Regions from separate parts of the Mus musculus genome. Here region 1 is linked to region 2. A link is a contact called in public Hi-C data. All regions are on one chromosome and are shown on one strand. The core of a region is the stretch at or near the end of the contact, and the rest is flanking DNA. Distances in the headings are between cores, read along the strand shown. Region 1 has its middle 3.8 kb from the start of Gm26761. Region 2 has its middle 14 kb from the start of Gm31363.

Evidence for each region. Hi-C and Micro-C count contacts between places; a contact is called where the count stands out from the background.
Region 1: a contact with region 2 is called in a Hi-C map of epidermal suprabasal cells, with 3 times the contacts expected there. The contact joins two enhancer-like sites. A contact is called at or near these places in 2 of 484 Hi-C or Micro-C datasets (epidermal suprabasal cells and myocytes) and 3 of 115 datasets of contacts at active chromatin or transcription factors (embryonic stem cells and pancreatic cancer cells).

What each region holds. Positions count from the first base shown.
Region 1 is chr5:64,700,711-64,705,801 of GRCm38.p6, forward strand. No RefSeq gene overlaps it. Among named protein-coding and RNA genes, the nearest start is that of Gm26761, 3.8 kb to the left of the region's middle. Within about 2 kb of position 2,546, at least 142 of the 459 cell types and tissues checked have an H3K27ac peak or open chromatin away from gene starts, as enhancers often do. A contact at or near this core is called in epidermal suprabasal cells, where this site is marked.
Region 2 is chr5:64,435,263-64,440,809 of GRCm38.p6, forward strand. No RefSeq gene overlaps it. Among named protein-coding and RNA genes, the nearest start is that of Gm31363, 14 kb to the right of the region's middle. Within about 2 kb of position 3,594, at least 52 of the 459 cell types and tissues checked have an H3K27ac peak or open chromatin away from gene starts, as enhancers often do. A contact at or near this core is called in epidermal suprabasal cells, where this site is marked.

The sequences.
Region 1 (5,091 bases), core at 1,296-3,795, 260 kb after region 2:
AAGTGACTGACCCAAAGACACACAGCCAATAAATCACATTGTTGTATATCTTCTGTGGAGAGAATCAAAATTCATATCAAATGATACTAAATGGCAAAAGGAATGTAGATGTTCAAGTAACAGGAAGAGTCTGTTGGTGGGGCGGGATTCAGGCACAGGTTGACCAGAAAGCCGTCTCTGTTCTACATTGTTTGTCTCCCATTGGCCTTTATTTTTATGCCAGCTTTTAATTTTTAGTGTTTTTATCTTGTTTTGTTTTGTGGGGTTTCATTGTTGTTGTTGTTGTTTGTCTGCTTGTTTGATTTTTAATTAGAAGCAATAAGCGAGGCTAGGGAAGTAGCTCAGTTGGTAACAGTTTACCTGGCATGCATGAAGCCCTGGGTTAAACCCTCAGCACCATGTAAATGAGGTGCGGTGATGACGTGTAATCCCAGCGCTCTGAGACAAAAGTGAGAGGATCAGAAGCCAAGGTCCCCTTTAGGTATCCACTTGAGACCTTGTCTCAAAAACAAACAGGAAAGGTGGCCACTGAAAGTTAATTTCTGAAGGGGCATTACCTCTTCGCTTTCATTTTACCGAGGGTCAGGGGGATGGCACACACTGAGTGGCACGGACCTACATGTCCACATGTGAGCCCATGACCAGGGCCAATCAAGGCCACAACCCAGAAGCTGAAGGCAGGACCAGTCCCATGTAAACACAGCTGCTCTGCCGTGAGGGACGGGGTAGAACGGAGCCTGTAGCCATCCACAGCATCCACTACGAGCCGTGGACTGGCACTTGTGTCTTAGGACCCAAAACCTTTCTCCTGCTCTTCTTTCCTTTATCTAGCATATGGTTCGCCTTTACTTCGGGAGCTGATGACCTCAAGGAAAGTATCTGTATTTGAATATGCATGCCTCGAAACAGAACTCCTTCCGGCTGCTGGATATCCAGTGTTCTGCCAGGCTCTGTGAAATCCTGTTTCTTCCATTTCTTCTCAACTCCTGTTCCCCTGAATTCTTTGGCCGCCTTCGCCTTTGTTTTAAGTACATTTTTGTTTCTTTGTGTGAGAGCCCAACCAGGAAGACAGAAGCCGCTCTGAATATTTAAAACAGAGGAAATTTAATGCAGGGAGATGAAAAGAAACCCAGAAGGCAAACAAGAGGGGATGAAGCAATCCTGAGACTAGCCACAGCAGGAAGTCGCTGCCACTCCTAGGAGGGAGGGACAAAGAGGGGAAGCCATGGGACGAGAGCCCAGGGGCTGGCATCGCTCACAGGAAGCTGGAATCGTGTGGGCTGGTGAGAGCTCATAGAAGAGCCACAGAAGCTGCCAAGGATCCCACCCCTGCACAAAGGAAGAGGGGAAATGCCCGTTCCCTTCCTGCTGCTCTCCAGGTCCTGGGCTTCACACTGGCTAGACCCACCCGGAAACCAGCTGACAAGTCTGAAGGCTGCTGGAGCCTGCAAGGACAGGTCCTCAGTCTAGAGACCTGGAAGGGAAAAGAGTCAAGTCTTGAGCCAGATGGTCCTAGGAACAGCTAGGCATGGTAGCACACACTGAAAACTGCAGCCCTCAGGGGACAGAGGCTGAAAGATTAAAAATTAAAGACCAGCCTAGACTATGAAGCAAGTCCAAGGCTAACTTAAGCTACTTAGTGAGATTCTGCCTCCTGAAGACACATCTAGAACTCTGGTAGGACATTTGCCCCTTTTGTTCAAGGCCTTAGGTTCCTTATCCAATACTGAGAAGAGAAAGAAAAAACAAAAACAGAAAAGTCCCCAAACTGGAAGATTTGCATGACAAGTGTCTTAGATGTTCATTGTGAAAATTCTAGAATTAGAGAGAGGAGGAGGGGAGAGGGTAAAACCATGATCCAGTTAGCTCTTTTGTTTGTTTGTTTGTTTGTTTGTTTGGGGTATTTTTGGGTTTTTTGTTTTGTTGTTTTGGTTTTGGTTTTGGTTTTTTTTTTTTTTTTTTTTTTTTTTTTTTTTTTTTTTTTTGAGACAGGGTTTCTCTGTGTAGCCCTGGCTGTCCTGGAACTCACTTTGTAGACCAGGCTAGCCTCAAACTCAGAAATCCACCTGCCTCTATCTCCCGAGTGCTGGGATTAAGAGATAAACCATTAGCTAGCCGCAGGGTCCGCAGTGCCACCAATTCTTCCATAGCCCGGAGCTATCCATGGTCTCTGCTCTTGCTCTGTCAATAGAATACACTTTCTCATTTTGAAAAGTGTGTGTGTGTGTGTGTGTGTGTGTGTGTGTGTGTGTGTGTGTGTGTGTGTGTGCGTGTGTGTCTGTGTGTGTCTGAAAGCAGAGATAAATACAAACATAGAAGAGAGTTCCCTCAGAGAGTTGCTGGACATCAGTTACCTTGTCCAATTTGGTCTACTCTAAGCCAGCTGGCCAGCACTGGGGGAGTCATCTGCCACAATGGAGCAGACTCTGTCTGTCACCCTCTTCAACAGCAGATGGCCTGTCCCGCATTCATCTACGTCACACAGCCGTGCTGGGAGAGACACTGACATGCACTGTTCTACCAGGAGCCTTCAACCCAGAGGGCTGGGAAATTACGCTTGCAAGCTCCACTCGGCTTGGGAAGCAGTAAGAAGGTCCCTGAGCAGCCTGACAATAGGAGGGGTTGCGCAAGGGACAGTCAATGGGATTCTGGTTAGACTTTCAAGTCAATTGACTTGATCATGCAAATGTTGGGTGGCGTGTTGTGAGCAGGGGGGAGTGTTTCTCCTTGACTGGAGCACCTCTCTGTCTCCCTTGGCTTCCTGAGCGCTTGATTTAGCTCCTCCCAAAAAAAAAATGTTTTCCTCACATTGTTTATTTGAAGCCGGTAGTCTGGGCATGAAGCCCAGTTTAATATAATTTTTACTGTTGAGACTGCAGCCCCAATTCTATAGAGATGGTTATTATCATTGTTGTCTGAGACACCTCAGTACCACAGCAATTACCAAGGCCAGGTGCACACCCACAGTCACCTCAGCCCATCTGCCTGCCCCACCCCTTTCTACAAACTTCAGAAATGAAGCCAAATACCCACTCCCATGTATGATACAGCAAAGTAGGCAAAGGAGATATTTGGCTACTATCTAGATAATGTGATCAGTCCAGGTCAACAGTTCATATTATTTAAGTCCTACAGTGCAAGTAGATATTAAAAGAATGTGGAAAATTCCATTGCTTGAGTCCTGTAAACATGCGGGCTGCTTCTCTCCCTAATTATGTTTTACATAACCTAATGCATTCATGTTAGTTTACATCCTCTTAACATCTACTTGCTGAAAAGTGTGTCACCTGGTTGGTCAGAGAGAAAGAGTGACCACAGGACATTTTGGGAGGACAACTGGTGACAACAGGACACATTCAGCACTGACAGAATGTGTAATGTAATGATTGGTATGAAAAATGGTGTGTGTGTGTGTGTGTGTGTGTGTGTGTGTGTGTGTGTGTGGTCCATTCCCAGTTTTACTGCCGAGTTGGTTCAGACCCTTAGTATGACTTTCAGATGCAGGTGTTGAAGGCAAGGGATGGGAGTAACAACCCCGGGTGTGGGCATTAGCCAATAGCCATGCGCCTCTGGCTCCCCTCCAAGCCCTGAGCTGGAGCCTGTGCCCGGGCTTGCATCTGCAGCAGCTACAGCCTTGCTGAAGGATCGTATCACACTCACAATGAGAATCACTGCAAAAACAAATAAAATGCTTTAAATGTTTAAATGTATTTCCAAGTATTCGTCTTCCAAATATTTAGACTCTGAGCCGATTGGGCCAAGAGCCCAAGCTTCCTGTGCATACTAGAGGCTTCCAGCAATTTCCCTAAGATCAGGATCTACATAACAACTTCGGATATCACCCCCTCAGATCCCAAGACAAATTCCCAAGGTATTGCTTCAGGAAACCAACCATTCTCTGTGTCCAAAGGCCTCCTCCTAATGCCTACAGGAGGATTAAGCTCAAGTTTAATAAATGCTCACAGAGACCTATGCAAGACTATAGTCTGTGTCCACTATGTGTCCACTTGTGAGTGCGAGGGAGGCAAGGGCAATCTGGGAGTGGAAAGATGGGGAATAGAGAGAGAAGACGCGGACCAGAGATGCAAAAAAGAGCCAGCAGCCTGCTGAAGCTATTGATAGCTCTCGAAGGAATTGATGTCTGAACCAATTTTTAATTGGTAAGCTAAGGTTGTGTAAGCCAGGATTGGTTAGTTTTATTTATTCCGTTGTTATTTTGTTTTGCTTCTTAAGGGGCAGAAGGAAGGGTGGAGTTACTCTTGTGCTGGAATTTTTCAAGACACAACAACCATCCACTCATGCCTGCTTTGACCAGGCATGCATGCTTGGTACCCTTCCCTCAGTCTTCTATGTTAAGCATCCAGGATTCAGCAAATAAAATCAGAAGAGTGCCAAGGGATTTACCTGCTGCCGCGCGCGCGCACATGTGTGTGTGTGTGTGTGTGTGTGTGTGTGTGTGTGTGTGTGTGTGTATTGTGCATTTATACTCACTGTGAGAAGGTGAAAGTGGGTGTGTGTGTTGGTCATGTCACAGTGGTATGGGGATTTCTGAGAATTTGGAGTCAGTTCTGTCCTTCTACCCTGTGGACCCTGGTTATTAGAATTGGCAGGAGATGCCTTTAGCCATTGAACTCTCTCTCTCCAGTCCCAGAAAAAAAAATTTTAAGTTTTTTTTTTTTTTTAAATACACTGTAGCTGTCTTCAGACACACCAGAAAAGGGTATCAGATTCCATTACAGATGGTTGTGAGCCACCATGTGGTTGCTGGGAATTGAACTCAGGACCTTTGGAAGAGCAGTTAGTACTCTTAACCGCTGAGCCATCTCTGCAGTTCCCCCTCCCCGAAAATTCTGATCAGTCCTTTCTTCAGTCTTCCCACAGGTCAAGTAATGCAGTGGAGTTGAATGTTACACACATTTATGTTTTGTATGCACAAAGTGAGTGGAGGGAGAGCATGAAGGAATAAATAAATGAATATTTATCTTTTCTAAAAAACAAATAGGGGTCTTTACTGTATTTATTTATTTTTAAATTTAATTAAATTTAATTAAATTTTATTTTATTTGAGACAGAGTTTCTCTGTGTAGACCA
Region 2 (5,547 bases), core at 2,344-4,843:
GAAATGGGGCTATGAAAGGGCATATATATATATATATATATTTCTAGGTGATCATACAGTCTACCCCAGAGACACTTGGAAAGTTTTATTCTTTTTTTCCCCGCCCGTGTACCTTGTTCCTTATCTGGCATAGCAATAATGTTCCGTATGTGCTTTGGTGAATCAATAATTCTTTATTCGTGGCTCAATTTAACTAGGTATATGACCTTCTTCCAACTGTATCTGCTTTTCCATAGAGTCCTTCCTCTTAGAAACACAGGCTACACAAGGCTGTATTGGTCAGGAGATGCAATCCTGCTCGAGAGTCTGAACTTCTTTACAGCTGCTTCTGGGGTGGAGCTGTCAGGAGCGTCATCTTTCTAGCCAGAGAGGAGGACTCGTGTGTAAGCAGAGTGAAGAGGTGGCTTGATGGAGCCCCACCCACTGCCACACCCAGTGCAGGACTAGCAGAAGGAGAGACAGCAAGGGCTTTCCTCTGTTGAGTGTTCTGGCCTCCAGTGATAGAGGATGGGTTTGCTAACTGTGGATGCTCCTTATCTGAGAAGTTAACCTTCCAGGCTGAGCAGCTAGAGGTGGATTCCCACAGCCCACAACTGCTCTTTTGAGGGTCATTGAACTCATAGCACAGCAAAGTTGGAATCTGGGATGGAGTTGGCCTGGCTTGCATTTTAGCTGCTACAGTTCAAATCTGGAGATATACCCCCAAGAATACCTGTGTGAGAGCCTTGAGCCTACTGGGCCGAGGTTTGGGTCATGGAGGCTGCCCTTAAGGGGCATGGGGCACATGTTTCTTCTCTCTTCCTTCCAGCTAGGAGCTAAGAGCTTCCTTCCCCCTACTCCTAACATTATTTATTACCTAGCCGCAGGCCCAAAGCAGTGTGTCCATTGGCTGTGGATCAAACTCTTTAAAACTATGAACCCAAGTGAGTTTTTCTCTGGTATTGTGTTTCAGAAATGGAGAGCTGACACACACATACAAAGTTCTCAGGACAGCTCCTGTCTGGTATGAAGAAAAGAAACTCTGTTGCTGGCAGTTCTACTGTTGCTATTTTAACCCTCATCCCTCTATTAGACACACTGAATTTCAAATGTTATAGATCCTAATTGTAGCAAATCACTGAGAAAATGTCTAGTTTCCTATCTTTTTTTTAAAACTCTCTCTCTCTCTGCCTCTCTGTCTTTCCTCTCTGTCTCTTTGTCTCTCTGTCTCTGCCTCTCTCTCTGTCTCTCTCTGTCTCTCTGTCTGTCTCTGTCTCTGTCTCTGTCTCTCTCGGTGTGTGTGTATGTGTTTATGGTGTACACACATTCAAATAAGCTCACCCGTGAGCACAGGCCCAGGCCAGAGGAGTATGTTGGGCATCTTTTTCCATCAAATCTCTCTTAAAAAAAAAAAAAAAGGGCAGGGTCTCTCACTAAACTGAAGCTCCGCACTTTGAATAGACTGGCTAGGTGGCAGGGCAGCTCCTGGGACCTGCCCTGCCGGTCTCTGCCTTTCCACACTGTGGTTACAGGCTCATGTGGCCAGGTCCAGTTTTGATGTAGGTGCTAGGGACTTTAATTCAGGCCCTCTTCCTTTTGCAGCAAGTGCTCTTACCCCATGAGCAATCTTCCCAGCACTAAATGCCTATTTTCGAAATAAGAAACACCATTAGGTTTTGCTAGAAAGACCGAGGGGTAAATTTGTCAAGGTAGGAATGGAGAGAGGCAGCAAGGGGTGTGTAGAGGACAGAGGAAAGGGAGGAGAGGGGCTTCCTGGGGCTTCTGAAGAAAAGCTGATGAGGGATTGACTGAGAGGGAACCTTGAGTTTCGGGCTGGACCAGAGTGGAGGGAATTATCCAGAGCTGGTCTGGGAGTTGGGCTTTAAGGAACCAGAACCAAGAACAGGAATCCTTAGTGGAACACAGAAAACCAAATGAAGTTCTCAATCCAGTCTCATCAGGAGGAGTCAAAGACCCAGAAGGGTGGGAAGGATGGCCTGTTGTAGGTGCAGTGGGAATACCCTTGGACATAGTTGAGTCCAAGGCTCAGCATCTAGAACTGGGTGGGAGGGAGACCGAGCCAGAAGGCGGAGAGGGAAGCAGAGGCTGCCGTAGGCATCTTGGGACACACACATCTTGTCTAACAGGTAGGGCGGATCAGGTGAGAGCAGATGACAGGCACAGAAAGATGACAGGAAGAGGGCAGGCAAGATGAAGTATCAAAACCCTTTCAGCCCTGCCATAGCTAATGGGCCCCTTAGTTCCTGAAGCTGATGAAATGGAAGCTGGTCCCCCTGCCACACACTTGCTAAAGGAAACTTTTGGAGGGAGAATTGCTTTTGTATATTCTTGTACAGAAGATCTTTTGGGACATCATGACCTGTTGAAGATAAGACCCCAGTAGGAACTGGCACATCCTCCATTGGGGACACATTCCTCAGGCCCTGTGTTGCAGGAGGCCATCGTGACATGCCAGCACTTTCTGCGGCTTCCTTCCCACAACCTTATGGGAGTCTGCTTTGCCCACAGATGTGTGCTTGCCGTCTAGCTCGGTGTCTGGCACATGGGAGGAGTTCAACAAATATTTGTTAAGTGAATACATGGAAAATACTGGAACACTAAAAGTCTGCTCTTGCCAGGAGAATTTCAAAGCCCTTTTATATTAACAAATGTAAGAACTCCAAAATCGCCGAGCATTTGTGGATCTGAGAGGAAGGGAGGCTGGGTGCCCACAGGGTTTTGGCAGCAGTGTTGAATGTCTGGGAGCAGAGGTGGCAGGTGTGGTGGCCAGCCCAGCCCTGCAGTGGCATTAGCCTGGGGCTGGTCAGATGCTGTAGTGTATCCATCAGAATTTTAGTGAGGAGCTGATGGCATGTTCACGCTGGCTCAGTTCAGGAGGGTTTAAAGGATGTCTTATAAGAATGACCAGGGTGTAGTAAAGCCACCAGAGGGTGGAAGAAAGTCTGAGTGATATCCAATAGGGCTCTTACCATCCCCGGGGCTGAGAAGGATGGAGTGGATTTGGGGGCTTGGGGGAGGGGCTGCCTTGTAAAGAAGCAATGGCCATCCTGTAACAACATTTATAGAGGACCCTAAGAGAGCTCTCCCTGACTCACTTCCTATCTCAAGGTTTCCTGTTGTGCTTACCCAACAAGGTTCCTAAACCCGGTGGAGTCCAGTTGTAGCAAGTCATCCAGGGCATCTATGGGTGGGGAAGGGGGATCAGGGGTGTGACAGGGATGCAGGCCCTGCAGGAGATTCTGACTGCAGAGTACAGCTCGTGAAGTCACTATTGGTCACGTGAACTGAAATTAGAAAGCACAGAAGTGTCAGGATGCGTAGGGCTGAAACTGACGCAGGGTGGAGTGCCGGGCGGGGCTGGGAGCTCACTCACTCAGGGTGCACACACTTCATCCTTATTAATGATCTGTATGATACGATCGTCTTGCGGGAGATTGGCCAGGATGATCAGATGACAAGGTGTTACAACCCCTTGGAGAGAGAAACTAATGAAAGACTTGTCAGTGGAAAATGCCCCTGGACTTAAGGACAGGATCTAACAGATGAGAGCTGGCAGCGTGGGGCAGTGTGATTCAAAGCACACACATCTTTCAGGAGGCAGAAAACAGGAAGGGCAAGCTGTAAGCATCCATGGGTAAGACAGAGGGGAACTGGGCACGAGAAGCGCCAAGCTTGCTGGGGATTTTGATAGAAGAAAAAAAAAAAAATCTGTGCTGGGTGATTCATTCAAAGAGTGCACCTGTTTGCCTGGCGACCTTGGGGTTAATGACTCAGGCCTGAGAAAGAAGGACACAGAATTCAATCTACATAATGTAGGATGTCCTAATGAAGGTCACTCAGAAAACTCAAAGTAGATGGATAACTTCCTGGAACAAAACTAAAATAGACATTTCCCTTTCTGTTTATTCGTTGAACAGAGTCTTGCTGTATAGCTCCGGCTGGCTTGGAACCCCCATGATTTTCCTGTCTCAAGCTCCCAAATGCTGGGATGACAGAAGTGAGCCATCACTTCGGTTTCTTCCACATTTTTACCACTCTCATTGACTTGCAATTTGACTTCAAAGACTGTAAGCTACAGGACGAGCCTCTAAGCTATGCCTGAAAAGACATCTCCTTAGCCAGGCCTTTGTGACACACCCCTTTGATCTCAGTACTTGGGAGGCTGAGATAGATGGATCTCTGAGTTCAAGGCCAGCCTGCTCTACAGAGGAAGTTCTAGGACAGCCAGGGCTACACAGAGAAATGCTGTCTCAAAAATAAAAGTAAAAAAATTAAAAAGAGAGAAGAAAAGATACTCCTTGTAAAATCTGTTGTAATGGCTCCAAGATACAAGTGGCCCGCAAACTGAGTGCAAAAAAGTAGTTAAAAAACAAAACAAAAGTGCTGACTGTTAAAAACTAAATGTTATAAAGAATTTTAATAACATGTTAAATGTGTTTTGAGATATGCAAGTCTACCATCTCATTCTAGTTACATGCATGCACACATGCATGAACATGCATGCATAGAGGCATACATGCGCACACACACACACACACACACACACGAACACACACCAAAGTGGATGTGTAAGATCACCATGAAATCATTAAAGATGATCAAACATGATTTAGAAATGATGCCAATTTTTGTCTGTCTTTCCTTCCTCTTTGCTTCCTTCCTTTTCTCTTCCTGTCATTTCTTTCCTCTCCATTCTCTCTTTTAAAACAAACAAACAAAAAGGTCTCATGTAGTTCAGGCCAGCCTGGAGCAAAGGCTGGCTTTGAACCTCTAATCCTCTTGCCTTCGACTACCAAGTGCTGGTATTACAGGCAATAATACCCCTATGCCTGGTTGTCCCCACCCCACCCCCCCGCCCTTATTAACACTCCCTAAATCTCTACAGTGGCCGCACAATCCTTTGTAGCATGAGAGTCACCTGTTCTAATCCCCAGTCTTTTCTCATCTCTCTTGCAAAACATAATAAGCTCAGACATTGTGCTGAATAGTTGGGAACAAGACAGATACACAGAGGTGCTCAGAGAGCATTAGGCAAATGACCAAGAAAAACACTCAGGAAACACAAAGGAGATGCGTGCCGCGGTGACACAGGTGACTGACAAGAGACGATGAATTACTGAATCTCAAAGGGAAAGGGAATTTGCTTAAATACTATTTTTTACTTGGTACTGAATAGAAATAATAGCCAAGTCAGTCCAGGATGTGGGGGGAATGGAGCTGGGGAGTACATAACTGTTGATCATCAGGACTCAAAAGAACCATCAAAATCAGTCTCATAGTCCATCAAGGCAAAGGCCTCCCATAGTATCAAATATTATAGTCGCAATATGACACGTTTCTAAATGACCAATCAAAGCATATTTTATAAGCAATACTGTGGATTATCACAGTGTAGCCTCCAAAACAAGACTCCAAAGTTATACCCACCCTTAATACACTCTTAAAACACCTTGTGTTTGTTTATTTGAATTGTGTATGTGGTTTTTTTTTTTTGTTGTTGTTGTTGTTGTTGGGAGATAGGGTTTGGTTTTTCTTGTATAGTCCAGG